2 separate regions of the Rattus norvegicus genome follow, and region 1 is linked to region 2. The links are chromatin contacts, called in public Hi-C maps. All regions are on one chromosome and are shown on one strand. The core of a region is the stretch at or near the end of the contact, and the rest is flanking DNA. Distances in the headings are between cores, read along the strand shown.

Region 1 (3,390 bases), core at 880-3,379, 90 kb after region 2:
ACAACACAGGGCATCAACAGGGTTTCTGAGAGAAGTCTAGGTAACATTTCAGTATCGATGGTAGAGCTAAAGTCAGAGGCCTTGAACCAGATCAATGAATCATTGCACCGAACATCTGCAAGCAAAGGAGTGTGAACAGAAGGGTATACTGGGGGACACACTGTGATGCATTACAGCTTCCACAACAAGATATTTTTCTCTGTTTGGGGGAGGTGTTGGAAGGGTAGAGGGGCATGGACAAGAGGAGAGGGAGATGAGTACGATTGGGCTATATGATGTGAAGTTCACAAAAAAAAAAAACAATAAAAAGTTAAAAAGAGAAAAAAAAATATCAAGGCTGAGTCTAATTCCAACGACATGACTGAACTTTCTCCTTCTAGAACAAAGAAAGCAGAAGTCCCTTTTGTTTTTAATTTTGGGTTAAAGTGAATGAGAACCCATTTCTGATTGGATTCTGCAGTAAAGAGTAAGAGAAATATAGGATTGACTGATAACTGTGGCCTTGGGAAATGTTGTGAAGGAGAGGTTGATTCACCTCTGAAAGCTGAAGGCCTTGGTTAAGCACTAAACAAGGAGACTCAACCCCAGCTTTTAGAACCATAGACTTTCAATGTATCATACACCCAAAGAGTGTGGATAACCAGCAAAGGTACACAGCATTCCTTTCCTTGCTTGATTTTTAATGCCTGGGAAGTACCACTTCATAACTTTTCCTACCACTCCCCTGTCCTGCCAGAATTCTTGCATCATGCAGGAAATCTGAAAGGAAACTATACCAAATGTCTTCCAAGTAGTTTGATGTTGGATTTCTCACCAATATGGGTGGGTGAGGTGTCTTTAGAAATCTCAAACAAAACTGAGAATTTGTAACAAATGTGGTGCTGCTGGCACTTGAATTATTGAGAAACTTGGACTTATGATTCATCCAGCACCCTTGCTCGTGTTAAACTGGGGTTGCTGGCAGACTCCTACATTTGATTTCTGTTAGAACAGAGTGTGCTTGCAAGGCAAGGATGTAGTATATTCTGAATTAGCACTGGTCTGATAAAATGAGTTGCTGCAATTTTTCCAGTCACATGAGAACAGAGAGGATCTGTGATTGCTATTCAGATTTGCCCCCACTCCCTTCTAATGTGCTGGAACCAGATTTGAATCACAAAGATGAATGTTTCATCACTCTTACCACTCTGATGGAGTGAACTAGAGTTATGTCCAGTCATTATCAATATTTCGGGAGTGTGAAATGTTTTATTTACCACAAGACAACATAAGTTGGCTTATTCATCACACTACTCTGTGACACTGTTTTTCAGTACACATTTCTCATCTACAAGTATATTCTAGGATATCAGACACCAGAATGGCAGCAATGTCGAGTCAATGTATCAAGAAGCATTTTTTAATTAAGAGATGTGGCAATTAAAGAATTAACATACACCTTCCTTTTTTGTGGTGAGAGAGAGATGAGTAACGTGGTGGCATTGTTTACATTGTCTTTGAGTTTCCTATTCATGCTGAGAGTCCTACTTGCCCTTAATCTTAACTATTTTGATTGATATTTTAGACGTTTTCTGTGAACAACTCCCAAATATGTGATTTGTTCACATACAGTACCTCAGATATTTCTTCAGGAGGACATCAACTGAACATGTCTCCTTAAGGTTGGACAGGCATGCAATAAATACTTATTGGGTTATGAGGATGTGAGATTAAAAATGATCTATTGTAGCAACAAAGCAATGTCAAATTATCACACAAAAGTAAAATCCCATGGGTCTTTCTAAGTAATGGACTTTCACAGCTTTGGTGATCTTATTCTCCACAACTGGAAGCTTTGCTAATCTCTCCAGCAAAACAAGAGCGGCCCCTTCTTTTAGGCAGTGTAATACAGGTTAAGTGCACAGAATTGAGATAGAAAACTAAAATATAAGTTTGTGAATTTGTGATAAGAAACAATGACCACAGAGACTGAAATACTCAATCTTCATGTGACATCTTCATATGTTGTTAGAAGGTGGCATAACATGATTCCAAATAACAGAAAAGATGTGTGAATAACATGCACTCCAAATAAAGGATTAAGCATCCAGAGTCTAAGGGCACTGGACTCAGCCTGATCCCTACTCTGAGTGTACTAAAACTCCTTCATGCAAAATTCTTCTCTAGTCATTCCACACTGACATTCCTCCTTGAACAATACTTGTAAATTTTTGGCTAAATTTGAATACCCACAGGAAAATGTAATCATGAGAAATGCCTCTGACATTCTCAACCCCTGTTAGTCTCCCATTCTTTCTGTAAATGTTAACTAATTCAATCCAATGCAAACCAACTCTGCTGGACTGTAAATTATTCAGAAATGTGCTATGATTTTTGCATATGCCAGATTGTTTTCACTTCCAAGAGTCAAACTCATTTCCCCAATGTTTAGTTCAGAGAGGGCTAATGCACTGCAAATACTAATCTTAGTTACCAACCCATGCTCTGCCACTTTCATAGATCTCTCAGGTGAATGGCTGCCTCTGATTCACAGGAAAACAGCTTCTCTTTGAATTTTAAGCTTGGCTTTATTTGTGTTTCTAAATTCTGTTCTTTTTATTTTGCTATTCTGTTGCTCAAAGACTGTAGCATCAATTCTTTCCCTTAGACCTGATTTGAAGAAAGGCTTTTACGCCTAGAACAAAGTGTGACAACTCCTAAAAATTCTATCTAGCTTCTTAAAGCATACAATTTCTAAAAGTTCCTGGCCTGGCCAAATGTCAAAATTAAGACTATTTTTTAAGTAAAAGTAATTCTGACAAAAAATTATTGCTCTTGGGGTTGGGTTTTCAGGAACATGAAACCACGTGTGAGTTATCTTGATTTCCTGTTTTTCACTTCACTGACTCTAGAATCATGATATAACTCACCATGTCTCCTCACTCATGCACATTGTAGCTGCTATCAATGGTCCAAGAGGAATGAAGGTAACTTTCTAAAGACTGTAAAGCATCTAATTACCTGTACGGACCCTGCTCAGGAGCAACTACAAACAATACAGTAATTAACTGATGTTGGCTATGAATAGAAATCATGTGGATGAATTTTATTATGAAGGAATAAAAACAAGCTTACTAACCTGATGTGTAGTTTATCTAGCACATGTGTGGTATTTGTTTGATTATCTAGAATGTTCTTTTTATATATCTTCCTTGTTATTTCTATTTTCTGCTTCTACTCAGCCCAGTTAAAAATGCTGATTTTTCCCACTATGAAATCAAGCACAAGACTCTCTAAGAAAGTTGTTGAAAATGCACGTAGATTTGTTCCAAAAACCAGTTTAATCCTATCACTCAGATGCAGAGAACCCTGGATCTTTGTGAGTTTGTGACCAGCATGGTCTACATATTA
Region 2 (3,515 bases), core at 1,010-3,509:
TCCATCCTATAAGTATCTCCTCCATACTCAAAATCAACATGTAAGTGTAACAAAAAAAAGCTTAAGAAAGAAGAAAAACAGTCCTAAAACCATAAATACATAAATATATACTGTGGCAAATGTGTGATACCTGAAGATATCTATCACTGACTCACTTAGTCACTGTAAACCAGGTGAGATAGAAATAGGAGGTGTAATTATGTACATTTTATAGATTAAACAAGGAGGGGGGAGGAGGAAGTGGAGGAGATGCAATACCAGATCTACAACAGCTTGTGCTGTGTGTGGTATTCCCTAAACCTCAAATTGATTTTGTATCATCTAAAATACTTTGAAAATATACTGCTGGAATTTACCTCAACACTATCTGGTTTGGCAGAGGTATAAGGTAAGACTCAGGGATTTGCATTTCTCATAAACTGGCCGTGGAACTACACTTCAGGAATCACACTCTGCAGTGCTGCCTCTCAGTCCTCCCTATGGTTGTGGAAGGCCAAGGACAAGTACTTAGAAACTCATGTTATCTCTTATCATTCAACATATACTGAATTTTGGGGCACGCAAACTGCACATGTTTCTTGCTGATTCTCCCTAACTGGCAATGACATTTAACAAGTGATTTGACTCTCTAAATCTTCATTTCCTAATATCAGGATGTATTCATTAATCCAAAGTGACCCACAATTTTTATTTATCATTGATTTTAGAAAGGCTGCTTAAATTTTTTCTAATAAGTAAGTATTCTACTTTGATTATGTCCATCAAAGAAATTCTCAGATCCCACATTTACATCTACAATATAGATCATTTAGTAAAATGTTTAATGTTTCAAGAATGACAGACTGTAGAAATTTAGGAAAGTGATGGTAGTCTGTAATGGGACTTTTAAAAATGCTAGCTTAATTATACAATGTCAGTTCTTAATCCTATAAAGGCTTATAAGATCTAAAAGGTGTCAGCGCCTCCATATTTAGCTCTTGTAGCCTAATTTCATATGAAAGAACACTCTAGCCCCTTAGTTATCAAGAAGGACCCCTATCAAAGTGTGCCTTCTGGCTTAGAAGTCTGAGTGCTTTTAAATCAGAATTTAGAGACAGAAGTGGTTTGCTCTTCAAACACATTGCTTCCTCAGACTGCTTGTACTCAGTAGAAAGAAAAAAAAAGGCCTGCGTGTAAATACCTGTGATCTGTAGGATGAGGTTTAAAAAAGTGCATAAACATAGTAAGGCAAAGAGGCTCATCAAGTCTGCCTGGTTCATCTCTGTATTCTCAAATTAGCTCAGCAAGAACATGATCCCAGCCAACAACAGCCAGGCAACTCAGAACAGCTCTCCCCAGAGGAGGAGGCTTCCCTAATGACTGCTACTTAACAAATGCGGGCAAGACCCCACAGAGGAGGAAAGGTGCAACCATGCTCACAGGAACTCACCCTGGGGAAAGCCTGACACCGAGCTCAGAAGACCATCTTTCTGAGCAAGTTACTTCCTCTTTCTCTACCTCTTGCTTTCATTCCGAAAACAGAAGGCTTGAACAATGTCATCATCCCCTGTCACCCCCCTCACCCCCATTCAACTAAATCCTATAAAGTTCCAGAGAGGGGGAAAAAAAACGGATTCACCAAACCTGTAAATATGCACTACAATTGAAATCTTCTGGTAAGTAGACAGACAGGAGGCGAAACAAAACCCTGAAGATAGGAAGGTAGAGTTGTGAAATAGAACAGAAATTCTCAAACGAGTGGCTCAGGTTAGCTAGTAAACTTTTCCCACAGGAGTCAGAAATGCAGGAAAGCGGCCAAAACCAAGGGAAAGAGAATTAGCCTCCGTAGACTTAAGCCTCTTGTCAACCTTGTCCTGGCACAGGGTAGATTCTATTTTAATCACACTGACATTACAAAACACAGCAACAGAGTCCTCAGCTTCAGGGTCCCGTGAAAGAAAGGCAGAGGTCCCCAAAGGCCACTATCCTCCTTCCTCATGCTGGTGCTTGTCCCCACCCTACAGGATCACTAACTTCCTCAGGCCACAGGTAATTCTATCTCACTCAGCTCTTTCCACCTAGTGCTGCCTCACCTAGTCACACCCTGGCCCTCCCCACATCTCAGTCACTCCAAGCCCCTGTCCTCCCAGCCTGGCCGCTCCTCCCCCACCTCGTTCTGTTCTCAGCGTCCTGTAACCCCGCCCCAGGACCCAGGGTTTCCGGGCTCTTGGGTATTTTAGGGCGCGAGCCACAGGGGTCGCCTGACTCCCATCGCGTAGTGTTCTAGTTGTTGTTTTCTCTGCCATCTGCTCTCCGGGCGCCGTCAACCATGGGTCCGTGGACCCACTCCTTGCGCGCCGCCCTGCTGCTGGTGCTTTTGGGAGTCTGCACCGTGAGCTCCGACACTCCTGCCAACTGCACTTACCCTGACCTGCTGGGTACCTGGGTTTTCCAGGTGGGCCCTAGACATCCCCGAAGTCACATTAACTGCTCGGTAATGGGTAAGCCGCTTTCTGTGATCCCGACCCGTCCTTTTCGGTCCCTGGGTGCTTGCCGCGGGTCCGGCACTTATGGGTGACTGGAGAGTTAAGAGCTGACGAACGGTCCCTTGGGGGATCCGAGCCATGGCCGCTAAGTTGAAACTTGAGCTGCTGAGAACTTCTAACTTTACACTTACTTTCCTGATTATCTCACAACTTATATATTCAAGGAAACTTGCTCCTGGTGTTTCTACTTGTTTTATTTGCTTTGATTTCTTACAAGCAAATAGAGATCTGCTTTCTTGATCCTTCACTCAAGTCTGACAGGTTCTTGTTTTTAAAAATCGTGCTGAGCTCATACTCTGGGACCTAGCAAGCTGCCCCTCCCCCAACCCCACCGCCTGCAAAGGACTGTTTTACCTGCTCCTGCCCTTGACGTTTTGGACTGCTCTGTTTAAGGACTTCAAGAGATAGACAAAAGCTTTGTCCTGTTTCTTTTGTCACACTTTACCCAGTAGTGTTTGGAAATGAACCAAACTTAGTGCCACGCTCATGGAAGGCTCTCAGGGAATATGTAGTGAGTGAACACTGGGACATTCCACGTGCCTCAGACCTAGGAAATCACTAGTACGCGTGTCACAAGAGTGACACTTCTGGTCTCCCCTCTCAGTCTGAGTAGCAAAGACAGTTCTAAACTGTAGTTTTCTTGTGAATAGAATAAAGGCTGTCACATATCCCACCTCCTCTCCCCCCAAAGAAGATTCATTTAATTAATTCCAGGTGACTGGGTTTAGCTTAATCCTGGGCAGTGTCTACAACAGTTTGTTTCTTTTCTAAATTTGAGCTTGGAGACGAGGCAGAAGGGAGAGACAGGGTTGGCATTGCCTTATCACATGAAGTTTTTGATAAGTTATTTCTCCACCTGCAAAATAAGCCAATTCAAGCCAGATCACAGATCTATCTTATCTATCTATCTATCTATCTATCTATCTATCTATCTATCTATCTATCTATCTATCTATCTATCTCTATCTCAGGTTTATTGGGAAGCTGCGT

Evidence for each region. Hi-C and Micro-C count contacts between places; a contact is called where the count stands out from the background.
Region 1: a Hi-C map of Schwann cells shows a contact between it and region 2, with 2.8 times the contacts expected there. The contact joins the enhancer-like site here to the promoter of Ctsc in region 2. A contact is called at or near these places in 4 of 12 Hi-C or Micro-C datasets (Schwann cells, liver and mammary epithelial cells).

Annotation. Positions count from the first base shown.
Region 1 is chr1:151,528,807-151,532,196 of GRCr8, forward strand. No RefSeq gene overlaps it. Among named protein-coding and RNA genes, the nearest start is that of Rab38, 65 kb to the right of the region's middle. Within about 2 kb of position 2,130, at least 3 of the 93 cell types and tissues checked have an H3K27ac peak or open chromatin away from gene starts, as enhancers often do. A contact at or near this core is called in Schwann cells, where this site is marked.
Region 2 is chr1:151,438,790-151,442,304 of GRCr8, forward strand. Ctsc (cathepsin C) reads left to right here and starts at 2,260. Exons shown (of 7, transcript NM_017097.2): 1 at 2,260-2,480. The coding sequence starts at 2,309. It overlaps LOC102554680 (a long non-coding RNA gene), which reads right to left and starts at 1,830. Exons shown (of 3, transcript XR_005499289.2): 1 at 1-1,830.